2 separate regions of the Mus musculus genome follow, and region 2 is linked to region 1. A link is a contact called in public promoter capture Hi-C data. All regions are on one chromosome and are shown on one strand. Each heading gives the region's core, a stretch centred on a gene start, on an enhancer-like site or on the middle of the called end of the contact. The rest is flanking DNA. Distances are from core to core; before and after follow the strand shown. Region 1 holds the start of Col11a1 (collagen, type XI, alpha 1). Region 2 holds the start of Cdc14a (CDC14 cell division cycle 14A).

What was found. Promoter capture Hi-C pulls out the DNA fragments that hold promoters and counts their contacts.
Region 2: a contact with region 1 is called in a promoter capture Hi-C map of cranial neural crest. The contact joins the promoter of Cdc14a here to the promoter of Col11a1 in region 1. A contact is called at or near these places in 2 of 39 promoter capture datasets (cranial neural crest and hippocampal neurons) and 1 of 115 datasets of contacts at active chromatin or transcription factors (astrocytes).

What each region holds. Positions count from the first base shown.
Region 1 is chr3:114,029,217-114,033,328 of GRCm38.p6, forward strand. It overlaps Col11a1 (collagen, type XI, alpha 1), which reads left to right and starts at 1,324. Exons shown (of 67, transcript NM_007729.3): 1 at 1,324-1,787. The coding sequence starts at 1,685.
Region 2 is chr3:116,422,057-116,425,819 of GRCm38.p6, forward strand. It overlaps Cdc14a (CDC14 cell division cycle 14A), which reads right to left and starts at 1,976. Exons shown (of 16, transcript NM_001080818.2): 1 at 1,381-1,976; 2 at 511-601. The coding sequence starts at 1,429. It overlaps Gm40125 (a long non-coding RNA gene), which reads left to right and starts at 2,195. Exons shown (of 3, transcript XR_867571.3): 1 at 2,195-2,627.

The sequences.
Region 1 (4,112 bases), core at 74-2,573:
TTAAAGCTTAGCATCAAATAAAGACTTGAACGTGCACGCTTGATAAGCCTAATTGAAGGCCCTTAAGCACTGATATGACTGAAATGCTAACAGTAAGTCCTGCCTTCTAGTCTCTGTGTTGGTAGAGAAAATGAACGTGTTCCTTCAAAGCTTCTCTATGGAGTGGGTAATGTATGCTGGTACCCTGTTGGACACTTCCTACTTCTGTCCATTGCTGGACATTGGACATGGCACTCACTGTGGGAGAGACACGTTTCAGAAATGATTTAAAACACAAAAGACCAATCAGGAGGATGGAGGAATTCAAATATGCAGAAAACTGACCAGGGAATCAAATGTATAGATTTAAGAGATACACTGAGGAGGAGATGGGTTTCTTAGAACCACTTCCCTCTTGTTAGACTTTGCTAGTGGAGTGACCACGTTTTCAGCCCCAAGGCTCAGGGCCAGGCCAGGCCAGTAAAGAAACTGACTGGATTGGTTGGAGAATTCTGCAGGCAGCTTTCCTGTCCTTCTCTATTCCCTGCTTCTCCCTTTCATCCAGTATCAGGATTTGCTGGAAAAGCAAGTGACTGATTCCCTTAGTTTCTACTGCTATGGGTTCTTGGTCTTTCCTCTTTTCTTGCAGACAAGCCCCTCAGTGAGCTCTGGGCAGTCTTTGAACATTTGAGAAGCTTAACTTTCATCTCACCAACTAGATTTTGCCTACAAGATGAGGATTTTGATCTTTAGAGTTCCTTCATGCCACCTTCGTTAGTCTCTAGTTTAAAAATATTAGTAAAACACTTTTGGATGCAGGCAGCACAGAGCCCACTGGTTCCTGATTCCATGGCTGCCTTAGGAAGCAAGGTTTTTGGAGATGGATAAAATTACCGCTGCCAGTCCAGGACTCCAGCCGTGGGGCCAGTGAACATGCTGGTCTTCTCCCCTCTTTCCCCTCCCACCTCCGAAGAAAGGGGGGGGGGGCTCCCGGACTGGTGCGAGCAGAGTGCTTGGTTTTTATTGAATACAGAAGCTACTCGAACGTCCCGTGTGCTGCGGGGCTGTCCTGCAATTCCTTTCATTCCCAAAGTGCAGGAGTCCAGCTTTGGTCCCGCCTAACTCCCTCCCATTTCTTTTCAGGGGATTTGAGGAGGGGGGGAAGGAGAGGGAAGATGAAGGGTGGCTGGTGGGCTGGGCCTGCACAGAAGTCTGGATCCTCCAGGGAGAGACTGGGCGGGTTCAAGGCTGCGGGGAGGCCTGTGATTGGGTATGACCTTCAGTCGGCTTGTCAGTTTCTCGGGCACACAGGAGGCGGGAGGAGTGGGCGGAGGAGGGGGCTGCGCGAGCCTCTTGTCCAGCCCACCCACAGCATGAAGCCTTTAGGGGTGCTCAGTGCTTTCGGCTTTTTTTCTTGAAACCCTTCATCTGCCCTCAGTCTGAAGGCAGGGTCAGGCGTAGGACGGGTCCCGGGGTCGCAGTCTCCTGCGGGCCACCCCAAAGGGAGAGGAGGGGGCGAGAGACAGGAAGGAAGCAAACCATCAAATTGGAAAAAAAAAAATTAGAGCCCTTTGACTTTTTTTTTTTTTACTCCCTTTCCCTTCCGGATGGCTGTGTAGCGAACGTAGGCGACACCTTGGAAGGGACAAAGTTGGTCTGCAGTGGCAATTTCGTGGGTTCACAGTCGTGAGCGTGGGGCTTGGAGATGGAGCCCTGGTCCAGGTGGAAAACGAAACGGTGGATCTGGGATCTCACCATCTCAACCCTCGCCTTGACTTTTCTCTTCCAAGCTAGAGAGGTCAGAGGAGGTAAGGAGGAAAAAAAAAAGTTTGGGGAGGTGGGACATTGCCACCCGGCTTTCTTCTTTTTTGTGTGTGCTCTTCTCCCTTGTCGTCTCCCCACTTCTTTTAAATAAAATCCAGATTGTAGTTGCTACCGGGTTAAGTGTGGAAACTGGAGAGACAGGGAGATGGATGTAGGCGGGACAGTAATGGGCTAGGAGGTAGGTGGCAGGATTAAAAGATCTGTCAGGCACCGGGCAGGCTGAGAAAGCCCATCATCCCTTCTCATTTTCTTTGCAAAAAGAAAAAAAAAATTACCTTGAACAGGAAGGCAGTGGTACAAAGCTTTTGTTTCAAGAACAGTCTTTACTCAGAGTCCTCGGTCCTTTGAACCAATCTTTGGGTTTCTTCGGGTTCTAAAGGAGATATCTTTTGAAGGGTGACCTGAGGAGAAAATACTGAGAAAGAGTATAAAGTGAACTGTGATAAACTTCTTTGTCTGCAAGGAAGTGAAAAACGGGCTGTTTTTACTTTGGAGGATATAAGAGAAACCAGCGGGGATGAAGCTAGAAGATTGAGAGCACTTTGTGTGTGGCATTTTGAAATGTTCTCAGAGGAACACATTTCCCAGACGATAAAGTGGAGTTCAGGAGTGCTCGGGGCAGAAGGGGGGGGGGCAGTTTCTCCTGATGATTACCCCCCTCCTCTCCGTGACACCCTCATCCTCGCTCATCCCTTGTCCCCTCCAAACAGCTTATTCTTGCAGGTTGGACCTACAACTCTCTTGGAGGGCGAGGAAAGTCTCCAAGCAAATGGGGTGGTGGGCAGACGACTAGGGATAGGGAGGAAGAGGAGGGGGCCTGGGATAGGAGGGGGAAGGTAAGGAAAAGTTCCTACGTGGCACTACCAAATATTGAATGGCCAGACCTGTGTAGCTGACTGTAGCCCTGTCAGTACCGGAGGAGGGAGAGCGACTTCACTCCTCCCTCCGCTTGCCTCCTCCCTCCCCCGCCCCCGCCCTTTCCCGAAAAGGCATCTGGCTGCAGCGGTCCCTTAGGTGCTGTAGACTCGGCTGGCAGGAGAAAGCCCTTTGAGTTGGTGAGCCTGAGCAATTCACAGTAGAAAACAAGCTTTGTCAGGACTGCAGAGAGAAGCGGGGAATAGAGAGGAGAGGAGAGAATGGGGTTGGAAATGCCAACCCAACTCTGAAAGCACAGGTTTCGTAGAAACCTGAGCCTGGCCTTTGGTCTTGTTGCACATATCTGAGCGTTCCCTAAATTGAGTTAGCACTTCAGGGGGGCAGCCCTAGGGTCTGATTCTTAGGGGCTTCACACTCGCCAGGAACAGGCGGCTTCTCATTCATTCTGTGATGAGCTCTGGTGACCCTAGGCCACAGTGGGGCTCAATTCGATTTTTTTTTTTTTTTGCAATGATTGAGGCTACTTACGTTGATTCGTTTCAATGATAAATATAAGCATCTTTGAAAGTAGACTACCTCAAAAATTGGCAGTTTACTTTTTGGTATTCTGTCCTCTTTTGGGTTGGGCAGTTTGGGCAGCAGTTCTGCCCTCTGCTGGTTTTCTTCAGCAAGGGAAAGTCTATTACTTAGTGATACTGAAAAAAATGTTACTTGCCTAAGGAAGAATAGATTGCTGTCTCCCCAGCTTGTCCACATACACATGTAGACGTGAATATCCTAGTGACAGTCATTTAGAAGCACAGAATCTGAGACATTCTGCAGTGATCACCCTACACAGGTGACCTGAATGCCTTTTCTGCCTTGAGATATTTTTTTTGCTTTTCCACACTGGGATTTCAAGTCAATCAGATTTCCATGGTTTTAGGCTCTAATTTTCTATGTGAAATCTTAACAACACATCCGAAACACTTTCAGCAAATATCTCAGTACTACATCACATCCATTGCACAAAATTATGTTTCCTATTGTATAAAACTAAAGAGCATGTGAAAAGGTGAAGCACCAGATCATGCTATTTCTAATGAAATATTTTGAAAATAGTGTAAGTCATTAAATAACTTCATGGCAAGATTTGGGTGCTTATTTTAATGAAGTTGGCAGGTACTCACTACATAGTGGAAAACTACTGTTTTATTAATTCAATCTTGTAGACCTTCATTCTTTAAACCTATTAAAATTCATAAAAGAAATAATAGTAAATAAATACTTAAAAAAGAAACACCCTCTCAACTCCCCAGTCACCACAGAAGGAGAAACTAACTTTGTCTCTAGCATTTAGGAATGTAGCTAAAGGGCTGAGTAAAATTAACATGGCTTTCTAAAGCAGGTATCTTATTCTAGTATTATACTGACTTAATAGATTTCCCAAAGAT
Region 2 (3,763 bases), core at 726-3,225, 2.4 Mb after region 1:
ACACTGGAAATCTTCCACATAGACGTAACTTGGATCCAGCTCCCCACAGTCCTGCGTCCCACTTTCCAGAAAACTGGCTACACAAACAAAAACATCCTTCCAAACAACAGAAGCCTTGTGCACTGTGAAGCTTCGGCACCTGTAGTATACACACACACACACACTGACTGCCCTCTACCCTGTGGGTGCTCCCACAAATACCTAGTGACTGATTCACAGGCCAATTACAGGTCTGGTGATGACACCAGGTATGACGGCCTGGTGCTACTCTGGGGAGTGTGAGGAACCCAGACGTGCTGTGGGAGGAGGAAGAATTAATATCGTGAAGTTCTAAAAGGACTGCAGTGTTAACAGGACCAAACTACGTACAGTGTGCATCCCTCCCCAAGCTATAGAAAGCTAGTAATACCTTCGGAACTCTTTGGGAAAAGTGAAGGAACCCGATTATCAAAGAACCAACAAACTAACTAGTTCAGGGGGTGCTAAAAAAAAAAGTAGGGGGGGACTTACTTTTCATAGACCAGCTCCTCGTCGATGGAGAAATAGTGGATATTTATTGTGCTTTTTGGTCTATTCCTTAAAGTAGCAAAATATAATCGATCTGAAAGACAAGTTTAAAAGACAGAACATGAGAAGCAGGGACGCGAGACTGAGAGTGCAGATCATGCACAAAGGATTAATAACTGCTACACATCGTTTAAAGACCTTTAACACGTGGGATTCTTGGAGAAACAGGATCTTCCAGAAAGCTACAGAGCCCCAAAAGCACATCTTGCTAAGAGGCTAGAAGACCCAGCAGGGGGCAGAGCATCTTCTGAGTTCCCTCACCCCCTGGTTGCGTGCGGGCGGGTGCAGACAGGAGCTGTGGGTACCCGCAAAACTGGAGACACAAGTTTGGTTCGGAAACCTTCAGACCTCAGCTGCGGTGGAATGGGAAAAGAGGCGAGCTTCTGCCGCTGCAGCTTAGCAGACTTCAAGAGGAAGGAAGGAAAGATAGGGGGGTGTGGTTGGGGGTAGGGGGTGTCCCAAAAACACGGGCCAGCCACCGAGGAAGTAGAGAGTTAGCGGATGGAGGATTAAAACCAGCAGGCTCCCCACCAAGATAGGTTTGCAGGAGGATCCCAAGCAGAGAAGCCTGCACTGTCCGGGTACGAGGAAGCTGCAGAGGGAGTGAGAACGCGAAAAAAGAAGCCGGAAGCAGGGGGTCCTCCGGGAGTTGAGTAGCGAGAAGGGGCCCGAGCGCCGAGCCGCAGTACTGAGGGACACAGGGCCCGAAAAGAAACCCAGCATAGAGGCTTGGGACAAAGGGGTGAGCCGTGAGGAGTTGGGGGGGGGGAGTGGCGTGGAAGGGCCGGAGGATGCCGGGTGGCTGCTCCTCACCTTTCATGAACTCGCAAGCCCCGATTAGTTCCCCAGACTCCGCTGCCATCTTAAGCGAGATCCGCACGGGGGAGGGCTGGGTCGTGGCCAGCTGAGGTCACCCGCCCCCGGGGGCTTCCCCACTGCCCAAGAGCTGGGAGCTCGCGGTCCCAATCACCGAGCCTGCCTGAGGGAGGAGGCAGTCGCCCAAGGCGGAGGCAGCTGCAGGGTCAGCGCGTGGGGCGCCCCGGGGACATTCCGTGGGGAACCGAACCCGCTGGGCGCGGGACGCACACGCCCCGGGCTGTAACCGCTGTGATCCGGACTCTGCGGCGGCGGCGGCTGCTGCTGCTTCTCGAGCTGCAGCTCCTCCTTCTCGCGCTGCACCGTCTCCACCAAACCTGGACGGCGCACACCAGCTCCCAAGGCCGGGCAAAGTCTTTCCCCGGCTCCCAAAGTGATCATGGAGGACAAGACGTTTGGCCCGGATCGCGCCCGTGGCCACTCGTGCGGCAGCGGGCAGGACTCCGGAGGTGTCCGCGGGGCTAGTAGCAGCTGCTCAGACTCCTCCTTCGCCACCTCCTTTCAGCAGCAACTCTTCCTCCCTCTCCTCCTCCTCCTCCTCTTAGGTCCGCCCCCAGACCTGCCTCCCCGCCCTCCCTCGTCCCCCTCCACTTTCACCACTCCGCGGCCATCCCTTAAAGGGACAGCTCGGCTCCTTTCTCTGAGCCGGCCTCGGGCCCCAGTTACCAGGCGCCCCGCGGGTCACTAGGAGCCAGTTGCTAAGGCTTTGTTGCCTTTCACCAATTGCTACACAGGAAACTTGGCCCTCTGCCTGGGTGGGGTGGGGGTGGGGTGGATGTCAGGCGGAGCCACAAACTTATGAATGAAAAAGGATGGGTAGAGAGGAGTGAATGCCTCCCAGGAAGCTGCGACTGCCTGGCGGGCTGAGATGCTGTCTCCACGTCTGCACCGGCTAGCTCTTCTTCCACACCAGATTTTTTTTTGTCTCTCAAGCTCTTTCCTGCTTCACTCAGTTTCTTCTAAACTCGCGCGCGCGCACACACACACACACACACACAGAGACACACACGCACGCGCGCGCAGACACACACATTGAAAAACCTCAGACCTTCTCCATGTCGGGTCGTACCGCTAGCTATCTTTCCACCAACCCCTATTCTCACCACTATCGGATCTGTGTCTTTATAACCAATTTTCAAAAGAAGCGATACCTCCTAGCTCCTGAGTACACGGACTGATGCCCTGTAAGTACTAGAGTCTGCTCTCACCTAGGCTTTGTTCTCAAGGGGGAAAAAAATTCCCGTCCAGTTCTCCAAGTCCTTTCATTTTGGCCACAGGTGTGAGCGCAAAATTACACCAGAAGTGTAAGGCTCTAGTCTCGGACTGTAGGCTATCCTAGGCGAAGGGAGAAGAGGGAAAAGGATCTCTTGTCCACAAGAGAAATGAACAGAAGATTTCTGTAGTCTTGGCTGGAGCGTTGCAAAGGAGTACAAAGGCTCCTCTCCAGGAGGCCCCGGACTTGTTCGGCAACGTTTTGATCCAGTTTGGAGAACTTTAATGCTGGGAGCCCTAGGGACGGAACTAGTGGCCAGCCCTTCCCTTACGAAAATGGCGCTACTGAACCACTATCACCAGAGCATGCGCTCTGAGTGGTTTCTCCTTGAAACGGGGATTTGTGCAAGCCTTTGAAAGCTCGCAGTTGCGTGTTGACCTCTAGGGAGAGAGGGGGCGCTCGAGCAAAGTGCCGGCTGAAGCAACTTGGAACACTGACTCCAGGGAGGCAATTCTTAGGCCATTCTTCTGCTCTGCCGGCTTTCCATAAAGCTAAACAAGCACAAAACTAAGTGGATACTACTTTGATATACTGGAAAGTTATTCAGAGCATCTCGGTAATTCTAGCCAAACACATCCTTGGTAAGGGAGTTAAAAAGACACCCTCTCCTTACATTCAAAAGTTAACCCCGAAAAAGAAACAGACTTTACAACTGTAAAAGTCCTGAAAGTTGTAATGAGCCTTGAACCCTTTTGAAGTGTATTACATATTCTAAGAGTCCTGAAAGCAAAGACCTCCCAAAAAGAAAAAGGGAGAAGGAGGAGGGGGAGTACACTTTAAAATAGCCAGGGGTTGGTGGCATATATCTTTAATTACAGCACCTGGGAGGCAGAGGCAGGTGAATCTATGAGTTCAAGGCCAGCCTGGTCTACATAGTGAGTTCCAGGGCAGACAGGGCTATGAAGAGAAACCCTGTCTTGAAAACTAAAAAATAAAAAAAAGAAGGAAAAAGAACAAAGACCCTCTCAAAACTTGAATGTTACCTTTATTCTCCCAAATCCTGGTTTTAATACGTTGAACAATTTCAATTTTGTTGGAATAAACGTA